Linked DNA regions of Mus musculus: all the other regions are linked to region 2. Evidence: chromatin contacts called from public Micro-C and promoter capture Hi-C data. All regions are on one chromosome and are shown on one strand. The core of a region is the stretch at or near the end of the contact, and the rest is flanking DNA. Distances in the headings are between cores, read along the strand shown. Region 1 holds the start of Src (Rous sarcoma oncogene). Region 2 has its middle 8.2 kb from the start of Tgm2. Region 3 holds the start of Platr27 (pluripotency associated transcript 27).

Region 1 (3,825 bases), core at 1,216-3,715, 730 kb after region 2:
GGGAGCAGTCCTATTGATAGCGGCCCCATTGGATCATCCTATCTCATAGCTCTCCCTTTGGTTCCCCACAACAATTATACACCTCCCCTCACCTCAGGGCCTTTGCACATACACACCTCTCTCTGCCTGGCACACCTTCCCCTAGCTTCATGCCCAGACGCCCCCTAAATTCCTCCTTCAAGAGTCCTCTGCCTTTATCACAGCCACGAGTATATATTCATTTATCTGGCCACTTGCTTGATGCATGGCCTATCCCCCACACTCCAGTTTCTAGGAGTCAAAGACCTGCTCACAGTTTCCCAGCAAGTCCCCAGGCAGATGACCTTCTGAATAGAAAGGAAGAGCACTGACCCAGCTGCATTCTTGGCTGGCCCGCCACTGCTTCACTCAGCTTAAGCCCCTCCTCCAGGAAGCTGTCTGCTCCTCCTACCACAAAGCTGCTCAACAAAGTTCCCAGGCCCTGGTGCATAGTATATGCTCAATGCGCGATCAAAGTCAGCAGATGGACAGCAAGAACAAAGATCATTTAACCATGTCCTTCCGAGATTCCTGGGGGGCTAGGGGAGCGAGACACACCCTATCCTCACCCCCACCCTCAGATGACAATCAGGGAAGAAGCCCCAAACAGGAGCCAGCCTATGTGCTGGAGGCTGGTGGGGGAGAGGGGGTTCGGGAAAAGGACACAGGAGATAGAGGAAGGTGGGGTGGGAGAGATTAGGGTTGCCCTAAGGCTGGGATGAACAAGGATGAACAAGAGACTAGGGGGAGGGGACGGAGCAGGGAGCATGGCACTCCTAGCACTCATTAGTGTGTGCCCCATGATGTAGACAGGAGGTCAGCTGAGAGGTGACACACTGTAAATCACTTCCCTTGTGGAAAGGTTACCTCACCCAGACACACCTCATCTCCAGTAGGGCCTTATGTCTCTGCCAGGTGCGAGAGATATGGAGGGAAACTTCCAACAATGCCTTGTGCCTGATCTAAAACTACACACCCTTCACCGTCACGGTGGGTTAAAGGGCAGCCAGACAGCTCCTCAGGAAGGCTATATCCTCCTCTGCAGCTGCAGACCAGGCTAACCCCGGGAGGCGTTCACTGGATATCAGCAGCTCTGGTTATAACTGCTCCATTTTCTTTCCTGTGGTTCTGCAGCTAGCACCAGGGCCTTGAACAAGCTGAGCCTGTGCTCTACCACCGAGCTACCTCACAAGCCAACTGATCGATCCTCCCTGAGAGGACTGAGGCCAAAGGGAACCCTTTGTAGCACGGAGTTACCCGCTTCTGCAGGCAGCTGTGCCACAGGTACCTCAACCATCCTGTGCGAGCGAGCTCCAGGATGGGACTCATTTATTGAGCACGCCCCCCCATATATGCCAAGTCCTGGGCTGCGGAAGTGCAGGGAATAGTCACTGATGTGAATAGTCCAAGGGGCGGTCCCTGGCTCAGGTCACTCAGGAAAACAAGAAACCTAGACACCTGGACTCCATAAGGTTGGAAGAGTCCCCTGCCCCCGCCCCTGCCCCCGCCCCCGTGTCCACCTTGGTAACTAAATCTGACCTATACCCAGATGACCCCAACACCACTTGCCTTCACTGGGCAGTCTGTAAAGCCGGGAAGACCTCAGGGTCCCAGAAGCCTCACACACCTCTGTCCACCTTTCTAATCGGAATGCCTCAAAGGTTTATGGGATGGATACCCAGAGTGAGTCCCCTCTGTTCACCCCACCCTTCAACCAGCCCACCTACCACTGAGGAGGGCCTTGGCTCAGAGAGCTAACTAAGGCACAAGTGGTGGTGGGTCGTAGTAGGGGGCACAAACTCACCTCCAGTACCTGCCTGGGTGGGCAAGCGGACCTGGTGGCGGTAGTGAAACCCCAAAACTTTTGCCAACTTCTGAGTCCATCGGTCGCTGGGCCTGCGCAGGGGCGAGGCTGGGGGTTGGGGGGGATGGGGGGCGAGGACAGGGTGGCCCTGTTTCTTCCAGACCAGCAGCACTAGGCCCTACCCAAGGCCCCAGTGAGACCTAAGGAGGTAGTGTGGCCCTCCAGGTGCCCCTTCCCCAACGCCCACCCCACCCCCACCGCCCACTCCGGGCCGGGGGCGCCAGGCCCAGCAGCCGCGATCGCGGGCGGCGCCGATCGGCCGGGTTTTCAAATGTGGCCTAACCGAGCCAGGGGACTCTGCGGCCGAGGGTCCCCGCGTTCCGGTGCCCCCCGCACCCCGCTCGTCCTCCCCCGCGCATCCCAACAAAAGGCCGCGGCGGGCAGCTCGCGGGCCGCGGCGTAGAGTGGGCAGGGCGGGAGCCCGCAGCAGGGCGCGGGGCCGGCGGGGCGGGGGCGCTCACCTGCACGGCGACCGTGAGCTCCGGACGCGCCCGGGCGGACCCCAGCGGGGCGCGCGGCGCTGGCGGGCAGCGGCCTGGCCGCTCCGGCGGGGCGGCCGGTTGGATTCCGGGCCCGGAGAGACAGACCGAGAGAAAGGGAGGAGGCGGCGGCGGTGGCGGCGGCGGCGGCGAGGGGGAGGGAGCGCGCGGGAGGAGGGGCCGCGGCCGCCGCGAGCCGGAGAAAGGAGGAAGCGCGGACCCGGGCCCCGCCGGCGACCCGGGAGACCTGCTGTGCGAGCCGGGCCCGCGCCTCCCGCACCCAGCCCCCCACCCCCCGCAGCTCCGCCCGCGGGGGCGCCCCCCCAACCCCACGCCACGCGCCGGGCTCGGCCTCCCGGGACCACGTTAGCGTTCAACCCTAGCTACCTGAGCTACGCACCGGTGGCTAGCACTGTCCGGAAACTGAGGCACTGGCCACACCAGCCTTGACCCTGAGTGTCTCTAATCCTCAGAGACTGGAACCGAAGGGACAGGGAAATAGTGAGGGGGAGAGGCAGTATTGTTAAAATGTATCAAAAGGCAAAACAGTGGCTCACTATGTGGCCAAGGCTGGCCTTGAACTTGCGGAGCCTCCAGCCTCTGCCAATGGAGGGCAGGAACTTGCGGGGCCCAGCTCAATTAGGCCAAGCCTAAATTCACTTTCAATGCATAAGGAGACCGTGTGCATCTGCTGGGCAGTGTGCTTGTTGCCAGCCACTGAGGATGACAGAACCAACCGGACAGGAAGTAGAGAAGAAAAATGGGGCAAGCGGGATGAGATGTGGCTTCAGGCTGGTCTCAAAGACCACCAGGTTCTAGCGCTGCCCGTTGGGGGTCCAGGAGCATCCTTGACTCCTCCCGTTCACTCTGGAAAGATGGGCCTGACCATCTATCAACCATCTCCATGTTCCTTCCTTGAAAGTGCTTCCATCTCACAGACAGGGAAACTGAGGTTCATGTGGCACAGGCCTGGGCTTCTGGCAAAGATCCCTCCCAAAGGGCAAGTCCCCCATCATCCTAGATTGTGAGAGGCTCCAGCCCCAGGGTACAGCTATGTCTCCCAGGAGACCAGGAAAGGGCAAAGCTTTGAGTCAGACTGATCTGAGGTCACATCTAGGCCAGGTGCCTCAGGGTGTGTTCTGTCCACTAGCTTCCTGTTCCAGCCCCCTCTGTTGTGAAGAAGGAGTGGGCCAGGCTGAAGATCTGAGGGCCTCACTGACAAGAGCAAGTGGGGCCAGGGTAGCCCACTGTGGCCACGGGGACTGCTCAGGGTTTCTCATGAACAGCGGGCAAACTAGCCAGCCACTCCTGTTCGCAGGGCTTGCTTAAAGATTAACGGCAGTTTCCCAGGGCTCCCCTGGGCAGGCTCTGGCTGGAGGAGCAGGTTTCTCCGCCCTCCTCCATGCCTAAGATTTGTCTAATGGCCTTTACTGGCCACTCTGGGCTGAGGGAGGGGAGGGGAGG
Region 2 (3,590 bases), core at 907-3,406:
CATAACAGTTGAGAGAAAGCAGACCAGATGCTACTTAAAGTCTTCTTCCCACTCCAACACATACGCGCCATGTTTCCCTTGGGCTGACATCACCCCGGAGTGGTAGCTTTGACAAATAGTAGGAAAATGGCAAGTGGCACTGCTCAGAGCTTTGCAGATTACAAAGCGGCATTCAAGGAGGATTGTTCTCTTTTTCAACTCGAAATGTACGTTTTCTGCTTTCTCTCTGTGCTCTGTTACACACTTTCTGTCTGAACCCTAGAGACTGGTAGTATACCTTGCTTGCTTCACTATTTTGAATGACCACTTCACAGGTATGCCTCTGCTCCTGATCCATGTGGGTCTCCAAAGAACAGAGAAAGAATGTGAAAGCTGTATCAACCTTAAACAAAGAAGTAAATAAAGGGGGTGAAGCACCTGCTATTTTGTATGTATGCCTTACAGAACCACAACCTTGCAGAGTGTCCACAATCTTGTATAAAGGCCACTTTGACAGGGACATCTGTCTAGCAGCTTTCTGTTCAACCCCGGACTGATGCCACTTTGGTTAATCAGTCATCAATGACTATTTCACAATACTTGCTAGAGCTCGCATTTCCCCTTTAAAAACTTCCCTTTGTTCCCAGTGTTGATATACCCATGGCTTCCAATGGCTGCAATCTCAAAGCACAAGACTCTGTCTCCCCTGTTTCAATGTAGCTCTGCCTTTTCCTAATAGAATACTATGATTCTTTAGAGAGTGAAAAAGAAAGAGAGAGAGAGAGAGAGAGAGAGAGAGAGAGAGAGAGAGAGAGAGAGAGAGAGAGAGGAAGGAAGGAAGGAAGGAAGGAAGGAAGGAAGGAAGGAAGGAAGGAAGGAAGGAAGAAAGAAAGAAAGAAAGGAAGAAAGGAAGGAAGGCAGGCCAAGCTTGAGGAAAGGCCCGAACTGAAGCCACTAGGAATGGACCAGCAAACTCCAACCCTTAGTGGTGGTTGTTGGTGTAAAGACCCAAAGTCCCAGGAGAATGTCTGATTGGCTGCGTTTGGCCTGCCCTTAGCTAGAATTGGATAAGACCATTTGATTGACAGTCTTAAGAGCTTGTAGAAAGGGACCATTATGCAGCTGCAAAACTTACTGGACCAACTGTGTCTTTAGAAGGTGCTATCAAGTCAGGCGGTGGTGGCACACGCCTTTAATCCCAGCACATGGGAGGCAGAGGCAGGCGAATTTTTGAGTTCGAGGATAGCCAGTGCTACACAGAGAAACCCTGCCTCGAAAAACAAAACAAAACAAAAAAAAAAGAAGGTGCTATCAATTTAGGCAGGAGAGATGCCCTTCCAGGTGTGAACCGAATCTCCAAGTCCTAGGGTGACAGTGAGATCTAGCCTCAGTGTCTCACGGATTGCTGCTACAAGCCCTCAGGAAGCTCAGGATACAGTACAGTGAATGTGTTTGAATTAGATGGACGACCTCAACTGGGGCCCTAGAGGCTCATTTGTTTCCATGAAAGGAGCGCTTGGCTCTGAATGACTGAACTGGGTGTGTCTTGCAGACACAACCCTGAGTCAGAGGGAGGGATGAGGAGCTGAGCAACCTTGCAGAATCCGGGCGGGTGGAGGACCCCAGCATCTCAGGCAGCTCCGCTGGGCCTTGGGAACTTGGGTGGTCACCTTTGTCCTTTCTCAGCTGACCTTCTGTTATATCCCAGTAGTGTTGACTGCCGTCCCCGTCTCTTCTGTGCTCTGACCTTGGGCCATTTGCTTCACCTCTCTGAACATTGGTGTATAGAACGCGACCTTTTTCAAGATGCGGTTCAGCAGCAAGCATCATTAATCCCAGACTCCCACCCCACCCCCGGAGGCAGAGGAAGGCAGATCTCTGAGAGTGCAAGGGCTAGCCTGGTCTACATAATGAGTTCTAGGCTAGCATAGTGAGGCTCTAACTTTTTTTTTTAAGACACTTAAACAGGACTGGGTGGTGTTCAGAAGCTCAGCGTGCAGCCGGGAAACCACAGGCTTCAGATGTGGAGGCCCCCGAGTCTTCTTTCTTCCTAGCCCCATTTGTGGCTTTGGCAGGGATATGGCGCCAATATTCACAGTATTTTCTTGGTTGACTGTGGGTGCAGGGGGCGTGTCCCTTCTCTGTACTTCCTCCACCCAAGTTACCAGCACTCCTCTATTCTGGTGAATCCCCGCGTTTCCCGCGTTTCCGTTTCCATAAGAGCTCGATTCTGAGAGCTCAGAACAGCTCATTCATTCCTAAATTAACCTTCTCCAAAGTGGGGCGGGAGGTCGCTTCTGCACTTGAAAACGTTGTCTCCTCCCAGGGAACACTGAAACCTTTAAGGGCAGCAACCCACCCCGACTGGGGCCGGCGCCCCTCCCAGAACCGCGGGCAGCTCTGGCTGGCTTTTTCCAAACCCTCCTCTGCTTGTTTACCTTCACTCTGTGAGCCCATGTTTACCGTCTGTCCCCACGCGACAGGGCTGGTTTGTAGAGCCCCCACCCCCGCCCTGCAAATTGCTCTCTTTGCTCAACACTGAGACTCAGAATTCCTTTGGGCTCAACACAGAAAACGAGCTACTCTTGCCCCCTCCCACCCCCGCCCTTTTTAAAAAAAAAAAAAAAAACTGAGGAGGGATTTAATTCAGGGCCAAGCTAGCCTTGTGCTCTGCCACTGAGCCATACTTCTAACCCGGTCTCTTTTTAAATTAAAAAAAAAAAATTCTTTAAAAAAAAGTGTGAGGGAGGTGCACATGCCCGTTTGTTAGTCTGGATGTGTGCAAACGCAAGTACACACAAGGTCTACATGAAATTTATTTTCTTGCTTGCTCTCCACCTTCATATTTATTTATTTATTTATTATTTTTGAGGCTGGAGAGATGGCTCAGTAGGGAGGAGCTCTGGCTACTCTTGCAGAGGACCAGGATTTGATCCCAGCACTCTACATGGCTGTTCACAACTGTCTCTAGCTCCAGGTCCATCTGTAAACAGAAAAATAAAGATATGTACATCTCTTTGAAAATGTCATACAAGCCCATCCTGAGTTCTTCACGCCCTTCCTCTCTCTCATTCGCTCTTACTCCTGCTAAAACCCTTCCTTTCTTAACAAGTCCAGTGCCTCTCCCCTCTTGATCCACCTAGTTTCACTGGGGTTGTTGCATGAACATGAGCAGGAGACTAGAATGTGGGCAACTTGGGAAAATGATACCTCCACCCCCACCCAAGTCCCGCCCCTAGTTCCTAGTCAGCTCCTCCCTCCTGCAAGATACAATGTCTGCCTTTGTTTTTTGAGTCAGGGTCTTTCACTGACCCTGAAGTGTAAGGCTAGACTGGCTGACCAATGAGCTTCAGGGTTCTGCTTTCAGCTCCGCCCCAACCCCAGTGCTGAGATTACTGGCACTCCACTGTGTTCAGTTTTATACAGGTTCTGGGGATCCAAACGGAGGTCCTCAAGTTTGCTTGGTAGGGCTTTACTGACTAAGCTATCTCCTCGGCTCCCTACCCCTCCCCTTCTTTTAGTTGCTATATTATCTTGGGCGTGGCTAGTTTATCAAAGCCCTCTTGGGCGCTTGGGTTGTGGCTGGTGTTTTATATAACATTTTGTGTTGT
Region 3 (3,926 bases), core at 1,014-3,513, 560 kb after region 2:
TCTGTTTCAACAGAAATGGAACCCAACCGAAGGAGTCAAACTCACAGAGATCAAGGATTCCAAAGCAAGAAGAAAACGGAAGTGAATAATACAAACTGTGTTTGTAATTTGCCCATCAGCAGATTTCTCAACAGAAACATTCTGGGGCTAGAAAAGAGGGGGATGGTGTATACCGTGTGCTCAGGAGAAGACTGTCAACCAACAGTACCAGGCCCGGCCAAATGGTCTGCCAAAAATGAAGGAAAGAGAAAAATACCTCTAAAAGCTGAGAGAAGTCATAACCACCAGGAGAAAGAGATTAATACATCAATCAGAGCACCTAGGAGGACAAATCTTACTTGTAAGAGTGAACATAGCGATATTTAGACTACGCTGACACTGTAAGCATGGAGCAAAATCCACTATGTGCTTATACAAAGGACAGCTACATTAGCTTGTTAAGAGATTGACAGTATAGAATGAGGTAAATTAAGACATCAAAAGTCAAAATAGGGGACAAGGGCCTGCTCAGAGGTACAACTATTACCCAGCACACAAAAATTACATAAATAAATTTAAATGGGGCAAATGGAGTCTTTTTGTTTGTTTCATTTTTGTGTCTTTTTTTAAATCTGTATGACTAAGGCTAACTTTCTATCCACTTAAAATAACTTGTAACAAGCTGGGCAGGCGTGGTGGCGCACCCCTTTAATCCCAGCACTTGGGAGGCAGAGGCAGGTGGATTTCTGAGTTCGAGGCCAGCCTGGTCTACAGAGTGAGTTCCAGGACGGCCAGAGCTACACAGAGAAACCCTGTCTCAAAAAACCAAAAATAAATAAATAAATAAATAAATAAATAAATAACTTGTAACAAAATGGTTGCTTCTTCAGAAAATTTATTCAAGAAGGAATAGAACCCAGCCCACCATCTCCAGGACACCTGCAGACAAAGCTAGACAAAGATGTTAAAGGAATACAGTTAGCCAGGTGTGGTGGCTCATGCCTGTAACCCCAAGCCCTCTGGGTGGGTCTGTACTTTATTTTTCATTTAGTTTTATTTTGTAAAATATGCTTCAGTGAAGTTGAGTCTCATTTGTTTGTTGTTTGTGATTGGGTCTCACTCTGTAGCTCAAGCAGACATTGGGTCATCCCACCTCAGCCTTGCAACTGCTAGACCCTAGAGACATGAGCCACCATCACTGAATAGGAGTGTGTGTGTGTGTGTGTGTGTGTGTGTGTGTAAGAGAAAGAGAGAATGTGTGTGATAGAGTGTATGTGAGCATGGGTGACTGTGTAGAGTGTGTGTCAGGATGTGAATGTGACTATATGTGTGTGTGTGAATGTGTGTATGAGTGTGTGTGAGAGAGAGAGAGAATGGGGGAGTGTGTGTATGAGTATGTGTGTGTCAGAGTGTGAGTGTATGTGTGTGTGGGGAGAGTGTGTGTACGTGTGTAGAGTGTGTTAGAGTGTGAGTACATATGTGTGGGTGGGTGTGAATGTGTGAGAGTGTGTGTGTGACAGTGTATGTGTGTGTGAGAGAGTTTGAGTGTATGAGTGTGTGAGAGTGTGTGTGTATGAGAGTGTATGTATGTGACCGTGTGTGATTTGCATGTGCATGATGTGTGTATGTAGACATGTAGATGCCTGTGCTATAGTATGTGGAAGTCAGAGGCTAACCCCAGCTGTTGGGACTCACCTTTCACCTTGCTAGTTGATGTGTACCCCAGGTTAGCTGCCTGTGAGCATCTGGGCATTCTCCTATCTCTGCCTCCCATTTCCCTGGAGGCGGAACAGGATCCCACATGCACTGTCGTGGAGACTCAAAATCAAGCCCTTACACTCCTGAGGCATCTCACTCAGCCATCTCCCCAGCTCGGAGGCTGTTTTTGTTTATTGGTAGTATGGAAGAGCCAAGCGCCTCTTGGATACCAGAGAAGCTGTCTACCTCTAAACTACAGCCCCAGCCCTAGAAATTGGTTCTTTTTTTTTTTTTTTTTTTTTTTTTTTTTTTTGGTTTTTTGAGACAGGGTTACTCTGTATAGCCCTGACTATCCTGGAACTCACTCTGTAGACCAGGCCGGCCTCGAACTCAGAAATCCGCCTGCCTCTGCCTCCCGAGTGCTGGGATTAAAGGCGTGCGCCACCTAAAGGTAACAGTAGCAGAGCACTGTGGCAGAAATCTTCCCCTAATGAATAAAGATTTCAAGGGACCAATCACTGGGTGAGTAGTAGGCGGGACTTCTGGGTCGGTGAGAGGAAGAGGGAAGCACGAGAAAGAGACTTCCTTTTGGACAGGAGAGAGTGTGGAGTACACAATGTAGGTAGAAAGAGGTTCCTGGTTTAGGTGGCAGATCCACTGGGATGCACCACCTGGAGGATTTATAATTTGAATAGCTTACAAAATCAGGATGCTAGTTTCTGCACCCAGCGATTGTATTGCCTGTTGATTCTAAACTAAGATTGTGTGGTGTTTTCCTTCATGAGGCGACTCAGCTGGGTTCCAGAGAAAGGTATGGTGGCAGGGCATCCCAGCCTGCCACAGGAATTTGGAAGCATGGGGGGCTGGGGGAGGGGGGTGGCGGCGGCCGGCCATGGGAACTTAGAGAGCCGGGTGGCCTGTCCGCCAGTGCCTTGCCGGCCGTAGCATGGATTGCCTTTTAAATGTAGTTCACGCTACAGATCGTGGTAGTGCATACTTTACATCCGAGCACTTGGCAGGCAGAGGCACGAAGATCTCTGAGTCTGAGGGCAGCCTGGTCTGTGTAGTGAGTTCTAGAGCAGCCAGGACTACGTAGAGAGAAACTGTCTCAAAGCAAATAATAAATAAATGAATAATAAATACAATGTAACAATAAATCCTGCCTGAGGACTATAGCTTTCCTGGTACCAGAAGGCTTCATGCAAGCTTCCAAAGAAGGGAAGCAACCAAGAGCCCTACCCAGCTCTGACACCCATGAACCACACAAGCAGCATGGCACAGTAACTGTAAGGGTGCAATAGTGCCATGCATACTTTGGCAGTAACCAACAGCTCTCTAATTAGACATTAAGATCTTCTCAACGAGAGGGAAATCATGTCTGCTCCTGGACACCTAGCCAGTTACCCAAGACTACTGAAGTCATGGATTTTGAAGAAAAAAACCTATCACCTATAACCACTGCTTTACTAAACAGCATAACCCCTAACTACATCCTTAATATCTATGCTTATTTTCATAAAATAAGCACAGTCCTCACCTCTTACAACAGCAAATTAGTTAAACCACTTTGGTTCCCATTGGGGAAAGCGCTGCACTCACCCAAGAGCGCTCTGGATTCACCAATGAAAGGCACACACACCCCAAGCTAATTTTGATATGCCTTGACTAGCTCAATGGCTGGGCACTTTTTTATGTGTATGGGTAATTTTCTTAAAGATTTATTATTATATCTAAGTACACTGTAACTGTCTTCAGACACTCCAGAAGAGGGCGTCAGATCTCATTACTGATGGTTGTGAGCCACCATGTGGTTGCTGGGATTTGAACTCACGACCTTTGCAAGAGCAGTCAGTGCTCTTAACTGCTGAGCCATCTCTCCAGTTCCCAACAACCTCTTATCAAGGAAGCTTCTCTCTGCAGCAGATGAAGACCATTAAGGGAAACTACAACCCGTGGCTGAAGAGTGGGCAGAAGACTTGAAGAGCCAGAAGAACAGAGGATTTGCCTGTGAGATTGTGTCTCCTAGAAATGTCAGAAGCTGCGGCCATAAGGTCTTCCTAACGCGGCTGCCAACACATGGCCTGAACAAGGACGACGCCAGTAGACATGCTCATGTGGGCAGAGGAAGTGGAGCTTATGGAGCTTCAAAGCTGCAATTACAGGCAGCCAAGGAGTGCTGAGAGTAGGGGAACGTCTTCTCCAAGGAAGAAGCTACATAAGATAGAGAGCTCGTCTCAAAGAAATACATT

The links. Promoter capture Hi-C pulls out the DNA fragments that hold promoters and counts their contacts. Hi-C and Micro-C count contacts between places; a contact is called where the count stands out from the background.
Region 1: a Micro-C map of embryonic stem cells shows a contact between it and region 2, with 1.8 times the contacts expected there. The contact joins the promoter of Src here to the enhancer-like site in region 2. A contact is called at or near these places in 1 of 484 Hi-C or Micro-C datasets (embryonic stem cells) and 1 of 115 datasets of contacts at active chromatin or transcription factors (pancreatic cancer cells).
Region 3: a contact with region 2 is called in a promoter capture Hi-C map of embryonic stem cells, with 6 times the contacts expected there. The contact joins the promoter of Platr27 here to the enhancer-like site in region 2. A contact is called at or near these places in 3 of 39 promoter capture datasets (embryonic stem cells and hippocampal neurons), 2 of 15 datasets of contacts at CTCF or cohesin (embryonic stem cells and stem cell-derived epiblast-like cells), 10 of 484 Hi-C or Micro-C datasets (the HL-1 cell line, embryonic stem cells, immediate neuronal precursor and 2 more), 12 of 115 datasets of contacts at active chromatin or transcription factors (embryonic basal ganglia, embryonic midbrain, embryonic stem cells and 3 more) and 2 of 9 other capture datasets (embryonic stem cells and pancreatic islet).

Annotation. Positions count from the first base shown.
Region 1 is chr2:157,422,933-157,426,757 of GRCm38.p6, reverse strand. Src (Rous sarcoma oncogene) reads right to left here and starts at 2,465. Exons shown (of 15, transcript NM_009271.3): 1 at 2,344-2,465.
Region 2 is chr2:158,152,782-158,156,371 of GRCm38.p6, reverse strand. No RefSeq gene overlaps it. Among named protein-coding and RNA genes, the nearest start is that of Tgm2, 8.2 kb to the right of the region's middle. Within about 2 kb of position 2,156, at least 158 of the 459 cell types and tissues checked have an H3K27ac peak or open chromatin away from gene starts, as enhancers often do. A contact at or near this core is called in embryonic stem cells, pancreatic cancer cells and pancreatic islet, where this site is marked.
Region 3 is chr2:157,595,657-157,599,582 of GRCm38.p6, reverse strand. Platr27 (pluripotency associated transcript 27) reads left to right here and starts at 2,263. Exons shown (of 2, transcript NR_166472.1): 1 at 2,263-2,488; 2 at 3,598-3,926.